Regions from separate parts of the Mus musculus genome. Here region 1 is linked to region 2. The links are chromatin contacts, called in public Hi-C maps. All regions are on one chromosome and are shown on one strand. Each heading gives the region's core, a stretch centred on a gene start, on an enhancer-like site or on the middle of the called end of the contact. The rest is flanking DNA. Distances are from core to core; before and after follow the strand shown. Region 1 overlaps Disc1 (disrupted in schizophrenia 1). Region 2 holds the start of Disc1 (disrupted in schizophrenia 1).

The links. A called contact is a pair of places that touch in the nucleus more often than the background predicts.
Region 1: a Hi-C map of uterus shows a contact between it and region 2, with 3 times the contacts expected there. The contact joins the enhancer-like site here to the promoter of Disc1 in region 2. A contact is called at or near these places in 2 of 484 Hi-C or Micro-C datasets (macrophages and uterus).

What each region holds. Positions count from the first base shown.
Region 1 is chr8:125,235,101-125,238,317 of GRCm38.p6, reverse strand. The region is part of intron 11 of Disc1 (disrupted in schizophrenia 1); the gene reads right to left. Among named protein-coding and RNA genes, the nearest start is that of Gm30713, 150 kb to the left of the region's middle. Within about 2 kb of position 1,842, at least 72 of the 459 cell types and tissues checked have an H3K27ac peak or open chromatin away from gene starts, as enhancers often do. A contact at or near this core is called in uterus, where this site is marked.
Region 2 is chr8:125,052,206-125,055,630 of GRCm38.p6, reverse strand. It overlaps Disc1 (disrupted in schizophrenia 1), which reads right to left and starts at 1,436. Exons shown (of 13, transcript NM_174854.2): 1 at 1,347-1,436. The coding sequence starts at 1,401.

The DNA of each region.
Region 1 (3,217 bases), core at 593-3,092, 180 kb before region 2:
GGCCAGGGCTGTGGCTGCTTCCCTGCCTTCACAGACATCTATCTCCACAGGGGATTAGACCCTCCCCTACAGGCTCCCGGACAGGCAAGTCAAATTTGGCTAAACAACACAGGTTGCACCCTGATTTGCCCTTGAATACATAAACGTACCCTAATTGGCTAAAAGGCTACATATAAGTTCATGTAATAAATGATAAAGTTAGACCTGCACTCTGATGCTGGTCTACAGAGTCTGAATTCTGGGCAACTTTGTGGGCTCCGTCTCTACTTTCCCCCACTTTCTGGTCCCTGTTCTCACAGTGACCAAAGCATGCAGCATCCATCCTACGCAGTGTAAAGAGATGAAGGGTTTGTCTGGGCTCATTGATAAGAGGACTCAACACAGGGATGCTTGGCTTGATGGCCGTGGAATTTGCAGGAACAGATGACCATTCATCTTCTTACCTTGTGTTTTCGTTTCTAGTGTGTTGTTGTGGTAAAAATAGATTAGGAGAAGCAACTAAAGGGAGAAAGAGTCCATTCTACGCCACAAGTCAAGGCTATAGTCTTTCCCGATGAGGTGGTCACAGAGGCCAGGGGCTTGTGTTCGGTGGTCACGTTGTAACCACAGTCAACAAGCAAAGAAGGACGACTGCATGGTACCTACATCTCAGCTCCCTTTCTCTGCTGGTACAGGGGCGTAACTGGTGGTTGGCACCTCTCGCTCCCATAGGCCAGGAGGACATGGTAGAAGGAGTGGGAGGTCGGTTAGTCACACCATACCTCTAATTAGGGAGCAGAGAATGAACAAGGAGTAAGATCTAGATACAACACTCAGAAAGTTTGTCCTCGGTGACCCTACTTCCTCAAGGAGGCTCTGCCAGCTAAAGGTTCCAGCCTTCCCAAACTGTGCCACTCACCGGGGACCAAATGTTCAAATTAGAGAGCCTTTAGGGAACATGTCACATGCAAAGTACAATGGTCAGGAAGTAGAAAGCAAGACAAGGAGGGGTGAGAGACAATGTGTCCCCAAAGGCCACCCTCACCCCCTCCCACTATCTCCCCAGATTCTCAAAATATTGCCACCGGCTAAGGTCCAAGCCCTAACACATGAACTTTCAGAGGGATGTTTGTTGTCTAAACCATAACACTGCCCATTCTCCCTCAAACCAGGACATCCTAAACAAACAAACACAAAGAAAAGACAAAAACAACAACAACAACAAAACAAAAACAAAAACAAAAACAAAAACAAAAAAAAAACAGAGTTTCCCCTGAGCTATTTCTAAAGGCTCCCATGTCTCATAAAACTTTGATTAAATAAATTTGTCACACTTTCCCCCTTTGTCAGCCTGTCTTCTGTGAGCTATGATTCTGAGGTGACTGGGGAAGGGTGGCCCTGGCATTCTGGATGCCAGCCTCAGAAGAGACAAGGCTAAGGTGTCTGCTGTCTTTGCTGCAGGATTCTTTGCTTGCAGAAAGCAGTAGCGATTTTCTGGTTGCTAAATGTGTGGTGTGGGATACCTCTGTGGTGCGCCAGCTTCTCTCTGGCTTATTTTAGCTTGCTTGGTGGCAGCCTCTGGCTTGGAAAGGACACAGCTCAGAGGGAAGTCAGAGGGAGTCATGCTGTCCAGGGAACTAGGCAGGAGGGAAACTCATTAGAACAAGAAAGCAGCTGGCGTGGGCAGGCAGGCTACAGTCGGGAAAGAAAGGATCCCAAAGGTATTGGGGTCAGAACAGCACGGGCAGTGCCCCTTCAGTTCAGGAGCCTGGAATGCTGTTCCCTGCCCCCCTACCCCCTGCCCCAGCTTCTGCCTGGCTTCCGTGCAAGGTTGGAACCATCTATAAACCAGAGCCAACAGCAGCGTGAGACTCGGCAGAGAACTCCCAGGACGCTAGAAAAGAAAGGGCTCTCACAATCTGTGCACACGCATGCCTTAGCTGGGCTGCTGACTTCCTCTGGAACAAAGCGTCATCGAGCAAAGGGTTTTGCCTTCACGGACTCGGCTGCAGAATGAAGGTAATGGCTTTTAGCCTGGCAGGGACCTTCAGCCACAGGGCTGGTGTTCACTCCCTGAACAATGTGCCTCCGAAATGCGTATCACTGTGCTGGCCAGATAAGCAAGGAGAGGCTTTGAAACCGTTTCCCCCGTGGACCTCTGTAAGAAGCCCATGATTTGTCATGGAAGATTTGGATTGAAAAGCAATTGCCTGCCCCCAGGGTGTCATGCTTCAATAACAAACCAGTGTGGGGTGGCCCCGCACAACAGAGCCCTGCAAAGCCAAACACACCTGGAGCTGCAAAGCAAAGAAACATTTTGCCTCAAGATAAACACATCATTCCCCGGACTTCAATAGCCACCCCCCAGAAGCAAGACGGGAAGGCAAAAGCGCCTTCACCAGGGGACCCCTAACCGGCACACCTCTGAGCCTCAGGGGTCTAAAGCCTTCCAGCAAACACAAGCAAGACGTCCCCTTTGGTAAACCTTTCTCTCCTCAGGCACATGTCTAGTTCACTGCTCGGTTCTCCTCCTGATAATGGGAGCAAACTGGATTAGCAAAAGCTGTTTGAGATGTGGTCTCCAGAAAGGCAGAGACACAGAGATCAGCACGAGCTAGGCTTTACCGAGTGCACAGAGTCTGCAACTAAGGTGGCACAGGCTGCTCTGCTCACACACACCTCACCGTGACCATCTGAGCCCTCTGAAATAGTGAGCCAAAGATGTCCTTTCCTCTCCTGAATCTATTGGGCATTTGGCCATAATAACAGGAAGGGTCATTAATGCAACTAAAAAGTTAGTTCTGATTGTTCTCTCTTGATTTTTTATAGCCGTTGTTATTTGTGTGTGTGTGTGTGTGTGTGTGTGTGTGTGTGTGTGTGTATGTGAGTGTGTATGTATAGGTATATGTGTATGAGCTTGCATGCATGTTCATGTGTGTAAGAAAAGTGTGCACAGGGAGACCATTTGTGTGTGTATACATATTGAGGACAGAGTCAGTTGTTGTTTCTTTGTGAAACAGGGTCTCTCACTGCCCCGAAGCTCACCAGTTAGGCAAGTAGAGCAAATCCCAGGGACCCTTCTGTCTCCACCTCCCCGGTGCTGGGATTACAAACCTGCATGCCTATCATGCCCAGCCTATTATGTGGGTGCTGGGAATTTAACTCAGGGCCCCACACTTGGACAGCAAGCACTTTACCCAGTGAGCCATCCTCAGCCCATGTTGTTACTGGTATTGTT
Region 2 (3,425 bases), core at 187-2,686:
TGTGGGCAGAATCCTGGCTAAACCTCAACGGTCTCCATGTCAGGTGCCAAATGTCTTTTCAAATACCCTGTAACTCAGACACTAACATGTCACACTGGCATTCCTGTATTGCCCACGATTATTTAGGTCTTGCATGGTCAAAATAATACTTAAGGACCCGTGCGTAGTGGAGCACACCTGTAATCCCAGCACTTGGGAGGCAAAGGCTAGCAAATTGGAGGCCAGCCTGGGCTAGGCAGCAGATTTAAGGCTAGCCTGGGCAACTAAGAGATTTTTGAGAATTTGCTTTGTATCGCAGAGATTTGGCCAGGGGTTTCATGTCCTCCTACCACATTAAACCCCTTTTAAAATCTACCACGTAGGCAGGAAAATCAGCTCCATTTTACAAATTGAAAAACTAAGGCATTCCCGAGTCCAGGATGCGGGTGCAGAAGACTCTTACCCTACACCCACCTACCAACCCTGTATTTTCCAACTCCCAATTGCAAAAATGTCTTCATAGAAGCCAGTTAAGGAGGTAGGGAAGCTAGTGATTAGTGCTCCTTTCACAGATGGGTAAACTGAGGCTCCAAGAGCCAAAAGAAGCTCCTAAGTCCTTTGCCTTCTCTCCTTGGCACAGCACACGCCCAAACTGCAAAGCCCAGTCTGGAGCAGATCTCCGTGCTTGTTTTATTTTTCATTGTTCTGATTTGATTTTGGTTTTTGAGATAGAGTCTCACTATTGTAGCCCAGATTGTATTAGAAAGTCTCCACAGTCTTCCTGTCTCTCGAGTGCTAGGAAAAGAGGCGTGTGCCATCACGTTCTTTTCTTGGGGTTTCTGACAGTGAGTTGCTGAGGTTGAAAAGCGGCCACCCACTTAACTCGATGTCATCACCGGGGTTGGTACGTGGCCCAAGCTGACAGAGGAAATGGAGCGGGTCCCCTCAGCCTGCGCTGCCCTGCGCGTCACAGTCCACACTCGGAAGTGGGCGGCGAGCAGCCCCACGGGAGGTGCGGGCTGCAGTTCCCACACCTCTCTCAACCTCGCCCCGCGTCCCCGCAGCGTCTGCGCCGGCCACCCGAGGGAGTCCTGGGATCGAGCTGCACTTGGGCGCTGCGGAAACCTTCGCGGCCACCGGGACCTCGCAAGGAAGGAGTGCGGGCGCGCCCTTCGCCGACTGCGCCTCAGGGCGGCCGGACTCTCGGGACGGGGACGCGCTTGGACGGGAGCTGCAGTGGGAGCTGGGGACACGACCGCCCGCACCCTGCACTCCCCGCTCACTGCCTCGATTTCCCTCCCCTGCATCAGGGTGCGCCCGGATCTCGGCAGGCCTCGTTCGCCCTCCTCCAGAACCCCGGGCCCTACCTGCGCCGTGGCTCGGACTGTGGATCGGAGCGCCCCGGGGACCCCCGCCCTGCATCGTGCGGCCGGCTGCGCCCCGGACGGCGGTGACTGTGGTGGTGATGGTGGTAGCGGCGGCCGCGGAGGCGGCGGGAAACGGGCAGGGGGCCGAGCCGAGGGCTGGCTTCTTCCTCCTGCCCAGGACCGCCGCTTCCTCTCCAGCCTCGGCCCCTCGCTAGCGCGCGCGCGCCGCCCCTCGCGGCTCCCAGACCGCAGCGCAGAAAGTTTTGCTTTTCACTTGGAGGAAACCAAGGAGGGGAAGTGTGATGGGGCAGTGTGGCCAGGGACCGAAAGACTGGGCGCTTCCCAGACCCTGGGAGTAAAAGGCGGGGTGGTCAAGAGAGGGACTTCTTCCTACCAAGTCGCGGTGAAGCCGAAGGAAAGTGACAGATGACAGGTCGGGGGGGGTGGGAGCAGCTGTTAAAAATGACTTGAGAATCGAATCTCTGGCAGCACGGGGCTGGCCAGGAGCACGGCACAAGCCTTGGCTTGTGCCAAGCTCCTGGCAGCTGGCTCACCTCCCCCATCCCTTCCCTTTGGCTGCTTCAGCAAAGCACCTGCTACAGGACAGTGGGTACAGGAAGTGCCAGTCAGGGGTTAGGCCCGTCATAACCTCGCCTCTGGACCCCGAGGCAAAAATAAACCTACAAAACTGAACTGCATGGAGTCAGCCGGAGACCTGACTGTGGGTGGAGCATGGGGCAGTGGGAAGAAGCCTGGGAGAGTGCGTGCTGGAAGGGAGGAGCCTGTGGCCCTAGAAAAAAGACCAGGTGCTGGAAAGGTGGGCCAGAGCAGTTGCCTCTTACCAGGAACCTTCGGGTAAGCACGGGCGGATGCGGCTGAAGTTGATAAAGACATGAGCAGAGTCAGGATTTAGTGCAGTGGGTAGGGTAACAGGGTTGAAAAAGGCACTGTGTTGGTATCCTAGTTTGCTTTACCTGTCAGTGTGACATAGCCTAGGGTCCTGTGAGCAGAGAGCTTTAGTCCATGATTACCTAGATCAGATTGGCCCGTATCGCGTCTGTAAGAAAGGTCTGGACAGTTAACTGGCCTTCGAAGGCCCAGCCCACTGTGGGCGGCACCATTACCTAGGTTTCGAACTATCCAAGAAAGCTAAGTGAGCTGAAGCCCATCTACGAGCCAGCTGGCAAACAGCGTCCTCTGTGGTTCCTGCTATACCTGATTGGCAGTGAAGTGAGCTCTCCATTGGAGGTTAATGCTGTGTGCTATAGCAAGCAGGCCTGCCTTAGGTTCCTGCCTTGACTCCCCTCAGTGATGGCCTGCGATCGATCTGAAGTGGTCAGCTAAAACGAATGGAACGCCTCTCCTCCTCAGGAGGCACTCCGTAGTAAATACAGTTGAATTGGCCAGCCTGCCATAAACACTCTCAGGTCTACCTGACTCACTCCCGAGGATAACTAGGCATACCTCTGAATATATAACATAAACTGTCTTAAAACAGGGGCTGGAAAGCTGGCCCAACAGTTCAGAGCACATAGCATTCTTGCAGAGGATCAGAGTTCAGTTTCACAGCATCTATCCTGAGTAGCTCACTGCTACCTGCAATTGCAGCTCCAGAGGACTAATCAGGCACCCTCTTCTAGCTATCCCTGTCACCATCACGCAGACAGACAGACAGACAGACAGACAGACACATACACAAAATGAAAATGAATGTTTTAAAACTTACAAAATTATCAGAATCAGATTAAAAAAAAACCTCAGTTGCCACTTTGTTCATGAGCACCTGTACACATGCGTGCTCACAGATGCACACACATAAAAGTGAAGATAGTTTCATCTCCTGGGAGCGCTCACCAGGAGGTGACCTCAGAGAGGATGGCATGTTCTGAGGATAGCAGCCAGCCTCTTTCTCCAGCTGCCCTGTTGTTACCCCCATGGGTTCGTGAGCATGGTGGCCAGGGCAGGTAGGGATGGATGTGGCAGTGAGCTCGGCAGAGTAGATCTTTATTCACCCAAGCCCACCCAGCCACAGTAGCCACCATGCCTGGCAGGAAAGACCAACACAGAGTCTAGGACACA